Regions from separate parts of the Sus scrofa genome. Here region 2 is linked to region 1. A link is a contact called in public HiChIP or PLAC-seq data. All regions are on one chromosome and are shown on one strand. The core of a region is the stretch at or near the end of the contact, and the rest is flanking DNA. Distances in the headings are between cores, read along the strand shown. Region 1 holds the start of TPM1 (tropomyosin 1 (alpha)). Region 2 has its middle 62 kb from the start of TPM1.

Region 1 (5,098 bases), core at 1,176-3,675:
GGCATAGATTTGTCTTATATGATCCTTGAGCTTAGTGCCTTCCCAGTATATAGAAAGTGCTCACCAGTGGTGTGTTGGAATGAGTTGTCTGTAACACCAGATCATTTAAGGAAACTTTAGCCTGTTCCTCTGCTATGTTTGGCACAGTGGAGAAAAGTTAGTAATGTATGGTCTCTCCAGGAGCTTCTCTAGTTCAGTTGCCTCATTTTATAAGTGAGAAAACTGAAGCCAACAGAGGAGAAATGACTTGCCCAAGCAGCCATAATATACAGAGTACTTTGCAATGTGCTAGACAAAATGCTTTTTATTCTTTATCTCATTTTCATCCTTGTAACCACCCCAAGAGGGGAGAATTTGCATGCCTACTTTATAGTAAAGAAAACTTAGGCTTAGGAGTTCCCACTGTGGCTCAGTGGGTTAAAGACCTGACCTTGTCTCTGTGAGGATGCAGGTTTGATCTCTGGCCTCCATCAGTGGGCTAAGGATCTGGCATTGCTGCAAGCTACAGTGTAGGTCGCAGTTGCCATGGCTGTGGTGTGGGACACAGCTGTAGATCCAATGTTACCCCTGGCCCAGGAACCTCCATATGCTGCAGGTGCAGCTGTTAAGAAATAAAAGAAAAGAAAAAGAAAACTGAGGTTTAAAGAGGTTGTGACATGGCTAAGGCCACCCTGCAAGGGAGTGGCCAGGCCAGGTTTGGATCCCAGGTCTAACTCTGAGCTCCCTACTCATGCCCCACATGCTGAGCACCAAGTTGGGGAGCCAGCTACAGGCATCTGATAAGTTGTCTCTAGGCCTGGAATGTTGTCAGTGCTCCAGTGGTTGGGTTCATCTGGTGATTAAAGGGTCCTGGTGAACTTCTGTGCCATGCAGCATTTATGCATGCAGATCTAACATTCTGACCCTTAGGTCAGGGTATTTTTACCTTCTTAGGCAGTTGGGTTAATGGAAGAAACCTGATAAAATCCTGGAGAGGAACTTGATCATTCTCTGAAGGACTTACAAGTTGTTTGGCCTGCCTAATCTGCTCAGATGCCGTCCGGGGAATATTCGGTATCCATGTAGTACAGGTTGTGAATTATTCTGTGGGGACTGTTAACAAGACCCTTACCAGCTCTGCCTCAGCCAGACTCAAGCAGGGCTTTGGGGCAGCCTCTTTTCTTCCCCTCCCACCGAAGCTCTAAAAAGAGCAGGCTTTTTCCCAGTGGGGGCTGGGAGGAGTAAGAGGTGTAGGGGAAATGCTTCTGCCTCCAAGCAGAGCTTACTACACAGAGCTGGGCCTGTTCCCTCCAAGTTACAGCTGTAGATATGATGACTTGGCTGGGATAACATTTATCCCATGTTTTGGCAACCTACTACCTCAGTGCTTAACATGGAAAGAGGCCAATTCCCTCAAATCGGTGCAAGAAAAAGGAGAAAAAGTTAGATCTGGAGGCACCTTGGGGCTCATCTACCCCCTGGATTGAAAGATGAGGAAACTGCAGCCTGGCGACTAAGTCACTTATCAAGGTCACAGAGCTGCTGCTGATTAAGACCAAAGACCAAGTTCCCTGCTTCTAAACTCAGTGGCCTCTCCCTTTAAACTCACATCCACCCACCTACACACCAACAAATACACCCCACCCTTTGCAAAAGTAGCCCACTCAGGCACACACAGAGATGAGTCAATGGGTCCTATGTCCCTAAAGTATACGACTGTCTCTCCCCTTTGGGACAGGGCACTGCATAAGACAAATTCTTAGACATTCTGACCCAGCAGAGAAAGTCTTTAGAGCAGCCCCCAGGCCTTCCTCTCAACTCTTCCTTTCTCTACTCCTGTTGAACTTCCAAAACGTGAAAGCCCTGGCTCACACCAAGTAGGGTGAGAGCTGCCAGGAGAACCCTTGGGGAACAGTGCCCAGAGCGAGCTTAGGGGCCGGGGACCCCGGGGCCTGATGCTTAACGCGCCGGGGCAGAGGTGAGGGAGAAGCGCATCCACTGTCTGCAACCCCCCTCCGGCCTTCTGCCACTCCAGACTCTAGGCTAGGGACCTTAAAGGCGGGACTTGGGCTCTGGGAGGAGGGGGCACGAAGGGCAGAAGGCAGAGGTTAGCGCCTCCGCCCCGGCTCGGCCCCTGCGAGGCCCCGGTGCCCAGTCCCTGGCGCGCAGGTTTGGAAAGCGGGAGGCCTCGCCCGACAGCCGCCTAGGCTGCTCGGGTCCCCATATATAGTCATATCCACCGTCAACTGGGAGGCCGGCAGGCGGCAGCGAATGGGCGTGCGGCCCCCGCGGGAGCAGCGGGGAGGGCGCAGGGGGGCGGAGGGAGGAGAGGGGGAAAGGGGGCAGGAGAAAAAAGCTTTTCCAAAAAAGTATTGGCTGTCTTGAGGAATGCGGTCGCCCCCTTGGGAAAGTACATATCTGGGAGCAGCAGGCAGCTCAGCACTCGCACTCCAGCTCGGCCGCTCCACCGCGCGCTCGCCTCCCCGCTTCTGCCGCAGCCCCAGGGCCCCTTACCGCCGCCACCATGGACGCCATCAAGAAGAAGATGCAAATGCTCAAGCTCGACAAGGAGAACGCCTTGGATCGAGCGGAGCAGGCGGAGGCCGATAAGAAGGCGGCAGAGGACAGGAGCAAGCAGGTCTGCGCCTCCCCAGCCTAGCGCCCGCCGGGGGCTGGGAGCCCCCGGACCTGAGCCTGGCACCCCTTCGCGGTCCCTCAACCTGAGGACTCCGGGAGCCGCCCCCAGCCCTGGGCTTCTGAGAAGGGGGAGGGGAAGAGCGAGACTCGGGCGTATTCTAACTTTTTCTCGTCTGGGGACGCTTATTTCCCTACTCTGGTTCCCAGAGCCCGCGAAGTCCATTCAGGTCCTAGAGGCACTTGATTCTAAGGATCTGAAATCAGTTTGGGATCGGCGTAGGGATGCGTTTGAAGGGAATCAAGTCCAGAAAGTATTACAAGTTCTTCTGGATTTTTCACTGGAGAGAATAAAACTTTTATGTGGAATAGAGACGGGGCCGGGGGCGGGGGCAGAGGGACGGGACAGTCCTGGAGTTTTTTCCTAAAAGCAAAGATGGGACAGAATAAACAATAGGCCCGAAGTCTAAGGAGACGGGAGCGTTTTTCTGCACCCCCAAGTTGGACTTGAGTCCACTGAAACCTTGGCAGGAGTCTTGTCCCGGAGAAGGTGGGGGTGCTGAATGGGCTAGGGGCTAGACGAAGTTATCCAAAGGCCTTTGAGCCCCACTTCGGCGGTGCCCCAAACCCAGAGGACCCCAGCCAACCCGGTGCCCCGTGTGTTGTGTGTGTGTGTGTGTCTAACACCCGGTCCGTGCCGGCCGCCCGCGCCCGCCCGCCGCCGCCACCCCGCGCCCCCCCCCTCCCCGCCCCCAGCTCGAGGAGGACATAGCGGCCAAGGAGAAGCTGCTGCGGGCGTCGGAGGACGAGCGGGACCGGGTGCTGGAGGAGCTGCACAAGGCAGAGGACAGCCTCCTGGCCGCCGATGAGGCCGCCGCCAAGGTACCCAGGGCGCGCGGCGCGGCTCACGAATGGCTAACTCTGTCTCTCTCTCTCTCTCTCCCTCCCTGTCTTTCCCTTTCTCTCTCCCGCTGTCCCTGTCCTTCTGGCTCTGTGCACCCATATCCCATCACTGCGGGATCACGCTGCCTGCTGCACCCCCCCCTCCCGCCCCCGTCCCCCACGGCCAACTCTCAGCTGGAAGATGAGCTGGTGTCGCTGCAAAAGAAGCTCAAGGCCACCGAAGATGAACTGGACAAATATTCCGAGGCTCTCAAAGATGCCCAGGAGAAGCTGGAGCTGGCGGAGAAAAAGGCCACCGATGTAAGTGCACACACATACTGCCTCCCTCACCTCCTGCCGTTGTGGCCGATCTGGGGTCACCATAGGGGCTAAAGAGCAATGGAGGAGGGTCACCTTCTCTTGTCACCTCCTCCTGCTGGACACCTGCACACAGCCTGCCATGGCCGAGAGCACTGGATGCTGCCTTCGACTGCTACTGCACACATTCATTTTTATTTCTTCCATTCCTCTCTCTTTTTCTCCTTCTTTCCCCCACCCGAGGGGGTGGAGGGGGGGTGGGTGAGAAACTGGGAGAATAGAGCAACTGAAATTGGACTCTGGAGGTGAACTCTGCCTCCTTGGTGACAGAAAACCTCTGAGGTGTCATCGCCAAGGTTTGTACAAACAGAATGCCTAGCTTTCTTCACTTTCTTCCTTTTTGCCATTTCTGGTGGGTGGGAAGGCCTGGTTTTCAGCAGTGGGTCTAGTCAGGGTACAGAGGGCCTGGCCTCTAATTTGAAAAAAATGGCACCATGCTACTTGTACTTAGTAGGCTGAGCTTGATGGTGGACCATAGAGACACTTGAGGCCTCCTTTCCCACCAGGAAAGCCTTAATCCAGTCCTTAAGATCTGCCTGGCAAGATGATACTTGCTTGGGTCTGCAATCTGAGGGCACTAGATCCAGAAAATAAGCTGGGAGTTATATATAGCTCAGTGCTTTATATGGTATAGTGAGCTAGCTGACCCCTGACTCTCCGGCTCACCCCACCCCCACCTAACAGCCTCTGACAACTACCACATAGTTTCAAGGGTGATGCACACATGGCAGAAGCTCTACCAGTGTTGTCCAGTGCCCTCTGGAATCTTTTTAGCTGAAGTGCTTGCCTCTCCTGCTGCATAAGTTGGGACAAGCATTAGATTTCCAAAGGACTGACTTCTTTTCACACTGTTGGATTCCATTCTTGAAGCTAATTAAGCCTAGAGGCCCAATTAGCAAAGAATTCCTTGGGAAGCTGGTAACAATTCCAAGAATGTATGAACACCAGGGAAAGCTATGCCCAGAAAGTTGAACCACCAAGCGCAAGGGGCAGAACTTTTTGTATGAGAGTAAAATGCAAATTGCTGGAGGGTCTGGGTCTTGAAATCAGTAAAGGCTTTCAGTGACATGAAATGTCATCTCTAAGTGTGCTTGGAGAGATCCATACACAGGACATTAAGAAGCTAACAAAAAGAAAGTTTCAGTGAAAAGCAAGTTTCCTGTAAAGGGTATTCAGGGAGCACTGATTTAGCTGAAACATTTAAGTTACAAACTACCTGGCTTTA
Region 2 (4,552 bases), core at 1,426-3,925, 61 kb before region 1:
AGGGGCTGCAATGACATGACATAGACTGCAGCCCACACAGATGTTGCCCTTAAAAGATTAGGTTCCAGTTATCAAAGAAACTTGCAGATCTAAAGCGTTGGAGCCCTGTCATAGTGCTGGCCAAACTAATCATTGACTCATTAGTAATAACACCATCGTTGCTGTCCTGCTCCTGCTAATTCTCACCTTGTTGTTGCTCCATTCCCAAGACAGAGGAGCAGCTATGATCCTACAGGCAGGAAAGCATTTATCTTCAAGGCTGAGATGAGCTCTCACTCCACAGGCCACTTCCTCAGTGACCACTCTCCTGGACAGATGGTCATTCTCCTCTGCACTCCCCAGGCTTTTGTCCACACTTCCACTGGTCAGGTTTTCCTATCTTTTTGGAGTAGTTTTCAGTGATGGGTAAGAGCAAACCACTGCATTCAGGCAGACTGAGTTCAAACCTATGTATAAACCTGGCCAAGATATTGTACTTCTCTGTGCCTCATTTTCCAAATCTGTAAATGAGGCATGGCAAATGACCTACCTGAAAGGGACAGTACAAAGCCGAGATGTTCTTACACAGAAGCAGTGCCTGCAGGCATGGGTGTCACCAAATGTTAATGAGTTACAATGATGATGATGATTTGTATGTATGTATATATGTGTGTGAATATATAAGTGGCACCTCCTACAAATGTCACTGGATAAGTGTTTTATGAATGAATGAATGAAAGTAGATGAGCTGGGAGAAACTGCCTATTTCAGTGAATTTCTGGGTAGGTTTGCTAGAAGGGCTGTGACCCTTCCTTTCTAATCAACAGGCTTGTGGAGGTGGGGAGAGGGTGGGAGAGCAGAAGACACTGAAGCCCTTTCTTGATTTTATGAGGCTCCCTGTCTCATGACAGCACAGAGAAGGAATTCAGAGGATGGGAGACCCTCACCCCAGGCATTCAGGAGAGGAATTCCATCCACCGTCCTATATAAACAAGCAACACAGCAGGGACTAGTCCCTTTCTACATAGGAAACCACTTGTCCTCCCACCACCACTATTTTGGTTTTGCCCTCCTGTCTTTATAGGATGAGAAATCACTAAAATGTGGCTTCAAAAAGCTAAAGGTGCATTTTTCCCCCCCAGGCAGCTTAGCAGATCTTCCCCTCCACGGGTACTTGCCCTTCCACAGAGGCTTGGAAAGGTCCCCAGAAGCCCTCCCTCACCCCCACCCCCACCCCCATCAGAGGTGGAGGCTGGGGAGCTCCAGCCTTGCTGGGGTAACTCCCATCCCCCTCAGCTCAGGTACTGACAGGGGCCTGAGGTGTCTTTAAATGACCTGCTAAGAATCGAAAACAGAGTACACAGTTAGGAGTTAGGCTTAGACTGAAATCTCAGTGCTGCCACTTTCTGGCTGTGAGCAATTGGGCGAGTGGTTTAAATTCCCTAAGCCCCCATGCCTCCATCTGGGAGATGGGGGCCAAGTCCCCACCTCTTAGGACATAAGTGATAGCCAATCATAAAGCACTTAGCATGTAGAAGTAAGACCCAGTGTGTGGTGCTGTCTTTGGACTATGCAGGAAAGTACACTTCCAGGAAAGACCTCTGTCCTGGGTTAGGGGTACTTTGCTGCTGGTGGCAGCCCACAAGTTCATCCTGGAGTTTGTGCACAGCCTTTATGCTCTCTGCCTCAGTTTCTTCTCTGCAACATGAGGATCAAAATAATTATCCAGCAAACTTCTCAAATTTACAAGATGAAAAAGCTTATTAATGTACTTGAAAAGTTCTTCAAAAAAAGTAAAAAATATTTAATATTTTTTTTTATAAAATACCAAAACCAGGGAGTTCCCATTGTGACTAAGCAGGTTAAGAACCCTACAGAGTGTCACTCAGTGGGTTAAGGATCCGGCCTTGCCACAGGCTGCAGTGTAGGTCACAGATGCGGCTCACATCTGGCATTGCTATTGCACCTCCAATTCAACCCCTAGCCCAGGAACTTCCACAGGCCCCAGGGATGGCCCTAAAATGAAAAAAAAAAAAAATTAACAATAAAATACCAAACCCAAAATTTCTTTGAATTAAGCAAGATTTGCCCTGTGGCCTGTGGTTAATCAAAGCTGACGACCACTCAGAGAGGAGACGTCAACTCCTTAGAGCCACATTCAGGGGAAAGCCTTGCCTGACTTTAATTCTCACTGCAATTTACGCAACTGATAGCAGAGCCCTTACTGAGAGATTTGATAGCGCAGAGGAGGGAGTGAGCACAGGAGCCTCTGTGGGCTCAAAATGTGCTCCATCGGAGGAGCGCCTGAGAACCTCAGAAACACACATTGCCTGACCCATCCGCCACCTTTGGGCTGGTCTGGACACACCGTTGTTCCCGTTCCTGTGTTATACTGTCCTCTCTCAAGACCAGCTGCCTCCATCATTTATAAATGGAAAGGCAGGAAGAGCTGCTTATTAGAAGGTATCTCATTTCAGAAACAAGTGTTCTTGCTACACACATTCCAGCAACAGGCTGCCTAGTGTCCCCAGTCTACCCAGATCCAGGACAGGTGTTCCTGCCAGTCCCCAGCCATCCATCTCTCCAGGGGATCCACACATCATCATGGATGTGAAAGAGCTGCTGGTGGCCACAGCAGCGTGATCTGGACCCTTCCACAGCAACAGTTCCTGCTTGTGTCCTCAGGGTGATGAGCTCAAAGAATGCCCTGGAGCAAGCCAGCAATGTCTTTGTTCAGCTTGGCAAGTGGTTTCCCTGCCCTACAGTGGCCAGGCTGTGGGGGTGGAAAATTGTTTTTGTTTCCTTGTGGAAGTGACCACACTGACCAGGGCCAGGCACAAATCCTGTAACTACCCCTGAGGGAGATTTGCCTCCTTTCAAAGGTCAGTAGGTGACTTTGTCCAGCTTATGTAGGAAACCAGAGTGCCTCGCAGCTGCCACATCCTAACTCAGGCCACAGAATGAAGCCAGGAGAGCCTGTTGGATAAGAATGAGTCTCACTTGAGTCTCTTCACTAGATTTGCAAATACCTGCAAGCCTCTGCCACCGTGGCTGTTGGTAACCAACTTTCCCAGGGATACTCAGTGTGTTCACTCAGGCAGTGATGTGTGTAGTCATGGAGAGAAGAGAGGTCAGTGGGAGGAGCCCAGCACTACACCCTCCAGTTTCACTTCCTGGTCATGAGGAGGTGGGAGGGGAAAGGGAGATTGCTACTGTCACAATGGCCCCAGAAAGATGCTTCAGCTCCCATGTGAAACACTCTTCCTCAATGCCCCCCTGCAGAAGTGGAACAGGTTGAAACCTTCCAAAAGGGTTCCTATTAAAATCTAAGAGTGCAATGAAGGAAGGGGAGGAGAAACTACTATTTTTTTTAATTAAAAATATTTTTTTTTTTACTTTTAGGGCCACACCCATGGCATATGGAAGTTCCCAGACTAGGGGTCGAATTGGAGCTGCAGCTGCCGGCCTGCACCACAGCCATAGCAACGTCAGATCCTTAACTCACTGAGTGAGGCTAGGGATTGAACCTACGTCCTCGTGGATACTAGGCAGGTTCATTACCACTGAGCCACCACAGGAACTCCAAGGAGGAACTACTATTTAATCAACAGCTTTTTTTTCAAGATATATGTCATAAGCCAGTATTATGTGCCAGATACATGGGCAGCAATGGGAAAACAGGTGTGAAAGTGCTCTGCCCTAACTTTAGGGGATTTATTAAGCTTAGGTGCTGCATTCATGGCCCGCCGGTTCTCAGGGAACAGTACCCAGCCCCAACCCACCCCTTCCTTCCAGTGCCAGTCGTTTTATTATAAAATGAAAGCCTAACATAATTTGTTCTCCCATGTCAGCCAGGAGAATCTAAACTCCCAAGGGCTAAAAGTCTACACTAACAGGCAGGATTAATCGGTAGATGTCATGGAAATGGAATGTTATTAATTGTACAGTTTGAAACAATTCAGGTCCACTTCCACCAAAATTGCATCCTGACACTTTGGCTTCAGAAAGCCTCCATACACCCTTGACTCATATTTGCATCACATACAACACTTCAGTACTAAATGTTATCTGCAGAATAGCCAGTGTTGTCTGTTTGTGTGGGTGCGATGTAGGAGAGGGAGTGAAGGATGCGTGAGTGTCTTGCCCAAGATTCAAATCTGACACACAGCCAGTACATTTCAATTTTTGTGTGTGTTTTTTTAATTTATTTTTTAAAATTAGGGTAGAGTTGATTTACAATGTTGTGTTGATTTCTGCTGTATAGCAAAGTGACCCAGCCATATATACACACACACATATCTATATACACACACATATCTATATATACGCACACATACATACGTGTGTGTGTATGTGTATACATACATACATACATATATATATATATATATGTTCTTTTCCTCACACTGTCTATCCTTTTTGAAATGCTGTTGTGTCCAGATTGTTGTCTCATGGATGAAGCCCCTTGTGGGTGCCATAAAGTGTGCAAGTTGCGTGCATGAGTTGTCTATTGTTGCATGACAGATCACCCCAAAACATAGCTGCTTAAAATAATCATTTCACATTTCTCACA

Evidence for each region. HiChIP or PLAC-seq counts read pairs in DNA pulled down with a chosen protein or histone mark.
Region 2: a contact with region 1 is called in an H3K27ac HiChIP or PLAC-seq map of skeletal muscle. The contact joins the enhancer-like site here to the promoter of TPM1 in region 1. A contact is called at or near these places in 1 of 5 promoter capture datasets (fetal liver), 6 of 47 Hi-C or Micro-C datasets (embryonic fibroblasts, fetal liver, heart right ventricle and 2 more) and 1 of 2 datasets of contacts at active chromatin or transcription factors (skeletal muscle).

The regions. Positions count from the first base shown.
Region 1 is chr1:109,013,277-109,018,374 of Sscrofa11.1, reverse strand. TPM1 (tropomyosin 1 (alpha)) reads left to right here and starts at 2,425. Exons shown (of 10, transcript NM_001097483.2): 1 at 2,425-2,617; 2 at 3,691-3,816. The coding sequence starts at 2,504.
Region 2 is chr1:109,075,299-109,079,850 of Sscrofa11.1, reverse strand. No RefSeq gene overlaps it. Among named protein-coding and RNA genes, the nearest start is that of TPM1, 62 kb to the right of the region's middle. Within about 2 kb of position 2,675, at least 10 of the 83 cell types and tissues checked have an H3K27ac peak or open chromatin away from gene starts, as enhancers often do. A contact at or near this core is called in fetal liver and skeletal muscle, where this site is marked.